Regions from separate parts of the Sus scrofa genome. Here region 2 is linked to region 1. The links are chromatin contacts, called in public HiChIP or PLAC-seq maps. All regions are on one chromosome and are shown on one strand. The core of a region is the stretch at or near the end of the contact, and the rest is flanking DNA. Distances in the headings are between cores, read along the strand shown.

Evidence for each region. HiChIP or PLAC-seq counts read pairs in DNA pulled down with a chosen protein or histone mark.
Region 2: an H3K27ac HiChIP or PLAC-seq map of skeletal muscle shows a contact between it and region 1. The contact joins two enhancer-like sites. A contact is called at or near these places in 1 of 47 Hi-C or Micro-C datasets (liver) and 2 of 2 datasets of contacts at active chromatin or transcription factors (alveolar macrophages and skeletal muscle).

What each region holds. Positions count from the first base shown.
Region 1 is chr6:69,680,661-69,683,685 of Sscrofa11.1, forward strand. The region is part of intron 3 of H6PD (GDH/6PGL endoplasmic bifunctional protein); the gene reads left to right. Among named protein-coding and RNA genes, the nearest start is that of H6PD, 16 kb to the left of the region's middle. Within about 2 kb of position 1,526, at least 4 of the 83 cell types and tissues checked have an H3K27ac peak or open chromatin away from gene starts, as enhancers often do. A contact at or near this core is called in skeletal muscle, where this site is marked.
Region 2 is chr6:69,912,485-69,915,344 of Sscrofa11.1, forward strand. No RefSeq gene overlaps it. Among named protein-coding and RNA genes, the nearest start is that of SLC25A33, 21 kb to the right of the region's middle. Within about 2 kb of position 1,582, at least 9 of the 83 cell types and tissues checked have an H3K27ac peak or open chromatin away from gene starts, as enhancers often do. A contact at or near this core is called in skeletal muscle, where this site is marked.

The DNA.
Region 1 (3,025 bases), core at 276-2,775:
CCGTCCCTCTCCTCCTGTCTGTCTGTCTCTTCCCTTGGGCCACGGGGCCCCAGAAGGACAAGCATTTCTGCATCCTGAGGAAGCGCCCTGCTGCAGCCCCGTGGCCCAGGCCCTGACCCGTACTCTCCCCTCTGGGTCCTACTTTGGAGCCCCTCTCTCAGGGGGACCCTGCTGGACTCTAGTTCTGGCTGGAGAGCCAGAGCAGACACGGGGGGCCCAGCAGCCACCGCAGCACGGCAGTAAGCCCTGTGCCCAGCACATCAAGGCGTCGGCTGTGCCTTGTCCTAGGGTTGGGGATGGGACGCCGCAGGAGAGGCTGCCCGCCCCGCCAGAGGTCACCGTGTCTGACTGTTGTTTGGTGAGCTCAGCAGGCAAACTGCCGCAGTGGGACTGAGCGTGGCCAGCAAGTGTCCGAGGCAGGATTCTCAGCCTGCGGTCTGACCGTTAAGTTCCGCTGAAGGACAGAGTGGCGGCCTTCTTCCCCGCCCCCCCCCTCGCCCTGCCGCCAGGTCCCCATCCTGCTGCAGTTGTGTAGACCTTGCTAACTCCTTTGCTGGGAGCACGGAGCGACCCTGCTCCTGGTGGCAGCCTAGACTGCGGCCTGAGTGCTGGAAGGGGAGGGGCTGCTGGCCCAGGGACAGGGGCTCCTGAGCTCAAGGTGGTTTGGATTGCCCCCCACCCCCCCCCGGCCCCAGAATCCATGTCACGGTGGGGAGGCTGGCTTCCCCAGTGCCCTCCCTTCATGGCTGGGTGAGAGGTGTTTTCTCTGCTTCTGCCGCAGCCTCTGGCCCAGAGGAGTTTGCTGCAGAGGCAGGAGGGGGAGAGAGCGCAGGGGAGGAGGTGGGGGCAGAGTGTCCTCCTGCAGCCCCAGCGCCCAGCACCCCTCTGCAGAGTCCCTGTCCAGTGAGCCCCCAGGAGTCATAGAAACCCTGGCTACCCGCCCAGGGTCTCCTGAAGCAGCACGTGGGCTATACGAGGAGCGACCCTGGCTGGGCCCCTAGCCTGTGTGGGGAGAGGACCCCTGCCAGCCCTCATCACGGCCACTGGTCACCGGCCCCTGGGAAGGGCTCTGCTGGAAGGGGGCTGGGTGGTTCATGGACCGAGGTTCAGTTGCGTGGACTGGGCTGCCGTTCTGGGAGTGTTGAGATGTGGCCCCAGGTCTGCGGCGATGGCGCAGAACCCAGGCTTCTAACTGTGGAGCCCTCCACGCCCTCGGCCTTCCTGCCAGGATGCACTCCGGGCCGGCTCTCTGCTGCCCTAGTTTCCCCGCTGACTGCAAGGCTCCTTTTTTCTGGCAGGAGGAAGGAGGAAGGCTTTCTGAGGACGGAGTAGCTGTCCCTACTTTGCGAGGGTCCCTGTTCTGGCGCTGGCGTGATGCCCATTGACCACTGGGGGTGGGAGCGCCCATTGCCTGCCTCTCCCTGAGGGACCAAGGCAGCCAGCATCCTCCCAGGTCCACGCCAGCTGTCCTGCCTCCAGCCTGACATGCCAGAAGGGGCTGGGAGCTCACTCAGCAGGGCCAGCAGCGGGGCCATCTGCAAGGTGAGCCCAGGGCCCCCGCCAGCTCTCCTGACCGGGGAGCCTGCTGGCCAGCCCGGGGCTCACTCTCTCTTTGGCCCGCTCCCCTTGTTATTTTTAGCGGTCCTGGGAGCTGCTGGTAGAGATCACAGCTAGCTTTTCGTGGTTTTGTTTTAAAACCTGTGTTTTTGCGGGGAAAACCAGCATCTCCCACGGTGCGCAGGCGACGGGGACGGGGTTTCTGGCCCCAGCTCTGAAGGCTGCGTCTCCAGCACAGTCTCTAGTAAAGATTTCAACCCATCACCTGTCTCTCGGGATTGTTTGAAGGATTCGCACAGAAATGCAAATGGGGTTGCTGCTCTTCTTTCAAGTTGGGGGGCCAGCAGTGAGCTCAGCCTCTCTGGGCTCCGAGTGGCTCCTAGGTGCCTTTCGTCGGGTTATATAAAGACCCGGGACTGATCTGAGGTGCTCTGTTATGCCCATTCTTCACCCACTACCCTCTCTCTTACTTATGTATGTATTTAAATTTCCATGTATCGACAATCTACAAAATATATGTATCTTCCACCGTTTCTGTTCAGTTCTGTTTATAGCACAGAATATGAATTGTTCTATTATGAAGCATCTTGGTTGCTTCGACTTCTTACTTTTTTTTTTTTTTTCTTTATAGGGCGGCATATGGAGGTTCCCAGGCTAGGGGTTGAATCGGAGCTACAGCTGCTGGCCTACACCACAGCCACAGCAACGCCAGGTCCGAGCCACATCTGTGACCTACACTACAGCTCATGGCAACACCAGATCCTTAACCCACTGCGTGAGGCCAGGGATCGAACCGAAACGTCATGGTTCCTAGTCGGATGCGTTTCTGCTGCACCACAACACTTTCTGCTATTTTAAATAGTACTTTGCAAACTTTTTAAAAAAGTTGAATTATGATTCACCTACTGTAAAATTTCCCCTTTTTCAAAGTGTATAATTCAGTAGTTTTTAATATATTCACACAGTGGTGCAACCATCATCTAATTCTAGAACATTTATGAGCATTCTACAAAGTATTTTTTTCTTTAAGTGTACTTCTGAAGAGGAATGACCAGAAGGGTTAAAAACGACTTTATAGCTGTTATTACATCTTTCCAGACTGTTTCCTAGGAGATTTGCAATGGCATCATTCGTAACTGGTGGCGTCCCTACAGCTTTGCCCGTCTCGGGTGCCCCCACCCCTTTGTTCCCACCAGTCTGGGAGGTCTACACCTGCTGCCGGTCTCAGGTGCATGGATCACAGCTGCTCGAGCCTTGTGAGGGATGAGGGATGCCACCCCCCCCCAAGGTTTTGAAGGGCTGCCCAACTGAGGGACAAGGTGACAGGTCTCCCGTGCTTGTGACCTTATGGCTGGGATGAGCTTTAGGGTGTGCACAGTTTGGGAGCCAGGTGAGGGGGGGGGGCTTTCTTGCTGTTGTCGCACCTGGTTGTGCTTTTTCCTTTTCTTGTTCATATATTGGTGGGGTT
Region 2 (2,860 bases), core at 332-2,831, 230 kb after region 1:
CGGGGGGGGCGGGGAAGTGTCCACGTGGACATTTCTTAAGGCCGGGAGGGAATGAGTCATGAGGGAGTGGCACCGCAGAGCGAGAAGGACAGGCTCAGGCTTCCAGCCCCAGGAGGTGGCCACAGAGGGGACGCAGGGCCCTCTGGGTTTGGCACCAAGGAAGCCATTGGAGACCTTGGCAGGAGCGGTGTCAGTGGCGAGGTGAGAAGTCAGGCTGAGGGCAGATAAATGGTTTGGCTGAGAAAGGAAGACGACAGGTGATGCCACAGTGGGAGGTAACCAAGGCAATCGGAGAGAAGGGTTTTCAACGATGCTGGTGGGCAGGCGCCACGGCCAACGTCAAGCTCAGTTAAGACACAGAAGATGGAAAAGGAAGACAGATCCCTGGACACTGAGGGGCTGGAAGGAGGGCTGAGTTGGCGAAGCACAGGGGGTTTGGAGGGGAAGTGAAAGTGGGCTGTAATGGTGCTGAGATGGTGGGTGTGTGACACTGTACCTCGTCAGCCTCTTGGGGCTTTAGAGCACAGAGGGAAACTTAGCGGGGACAAATTAAAAAAAAAAAAAAATTAGGATGTTAGCGACCCCAGCGTGGAATCCCCACTGTGTTAGAGAAGCAGTTTGAAACCGCCCTGAAGGAGGTGGGCGAGAAAAGGGGCTGAAGTCGGCACAATATTGAAAATCAACTATACTTTAACTTTAAAAAATAAAGCTTTGGGGAGTTCCCGTCGTGGCGCAGTGGTTAACGAATCTTTGGACTGGGAACATGAGGTTGCAGGTTCGATCCCTGGCCTCGCTCAGTGGGTTAAGGATCCGGCGCTGCCATGAGCGGTGGTGTAGGTCGCAGACGAGGCTCGGATCCCACGTTGCTGTGGCTCTGGTGTAGGCTGGAGGCTACAGCTCTGATTGGACCCCTAGTCTGGGAACCTCCATATACTGCAGGTACGGCCCTAAAAAGACAAAAAAAAATTTTTTTTTTAATTAAAAATAAAGCTTTGGGAATGAATGGTAACCATGACTTTAGACAAAGTCTTTAGACAAAAGGGGCTATGGCGTTCCCACTGTGGCGAAGTGGGTTAATGATCCAGCTTGCCTCTGTGGCTTTGCCGGGTTCGATCCCCACCTGGGGCAGTGGCTTTAGGATCTGATGTTGCCACAGCTGTGACGTAGGTCAGAGGTGAGGCTAGGATTCAATCCCTGGCTGGGGAACTTCCATACACAGCAGATGTAGCCGAAAAAGAAAGGAAAGGCGGTGTGGGGGGGGTGGCAGGGATTGCGTGCAGCACTCTGCTCTTGTTGGTAAAGTTGTCTCTCCCCGAGCCCAGGCTAAGAATCCTGAACCACCTGGATAAATAAAAGAGTACAGAGATGATGGGGGGTGAGAGCCAGTTACAGATAAGACAGGGGCAGTGGGGGAGGAGGCTAGGACAAACCACATGACACTGGGTCAGCGTTGGGAGATGACGCTAGGAACTCGTGTTTAGTTAGCTTACAGAAATGTCAGTGGGTAAATATAGACATCATGGTTATGGGTCTAGCCAGGGGTTATTTATGTTTACACATGCCCTTGGCCCTTGAGAGGCTAGAAGCAACGACACCCAAGTGGCCAGAAACACACACAGCTGGGCTCCTAAGCCCATGCTCCTCTGTAACAGACACCAGGGCTCCTTGGAGAAGGGGCTGAGTCTGGCCTGGGGGAGGAGCCTGGAGCATCTCCTACAGCCGGAAAGTTAAGAAAGTGCTCCCTGACACAAAGTGACAGCACTAAGGCAAAGGGACACAGAGCCAACTGAAGGAGCTCCCCAGGGCAAACGTAGGAACAATTTGAACAAAAACAATCGTATTTCCTAACAACTCAAAGTGGGAAACAAATATCCATGAGTCCATTGTGATACAAATAAATTGAAGACGGCAGTCAAAGGGAAAGAGAAATCTCCCTTATGCGCGACTTCTAAATAATTGATATAGATTTTGTGGTTTTTTTGTTGTTTTTTTTTTTTTTTTTTTGTCTTTTTGCCATTTCTTGGGCCACTCCCGCGGCATATGGAGGTTCCTAGGCTAGGGGTCTAATTGGAGCCATAGGCACAGGCCTATGCCAGAGCCACAGCAACGTGGGATCTGAGCCGCATCTGCAACCTACACCACAACTCACGGCCACGCCAGATCGTTAACCCACTGAGCAAAGGCAGGGATCGAACCCGCAACCTCATTGTTCCTAGTCGGATTCGTTAACCACTGCGCCACGACGGGAACTCCTTCTGTAGTCGCTGGGTGCAGCCCCTGCTTCCTGGGCGGGAGTCATGCTTCACCTCTTAGAGGGATCAAAATCTATATCAGGAGTTCCCATCATGGCTCTGTGGTAACGACGAACCCAGCTAGTATCCGTGAGGATGCAGATTCGATCCCTGGCCTCGATCAGTGGGTTAAGGATCCGGCATTGCCGTGAGGTGTGGTGTAAGTCACAGAGGTGGCTTGGATCTCGCGTTCCTGTGGCTGTGGTGCAGGCCGGTGGCTATAGTTTTGGTTTGACCCATAGCCTGGGAACCTCCATGTGCCACATGTTTGGCCCTGAAAAAAAAGATAAGAAAAGAAAAAAGTTGAACTGTCTGTGGCTCGGGAGTGGCAGGCAGGGAAGGAGCAGACTGAGGGTCAGCCTATCCTTGTGAGCCCACGTGGAGCAGCCACCTGGAGGATACAGGCGCTTGGAGTCAGGCCCAGGTGGGCTCCAGGCTTCCAGCTTCATCTAGAGGAGGGCAGATCAGCAGGGACCAGTGAAGCCAACAGTTCTGAGAGTCCTGCCCCAATGTCTCTTTTCTTTTTCTTTTCTTTTTAGTGCTGCACCTGCCACATATGGAAGTCCTCA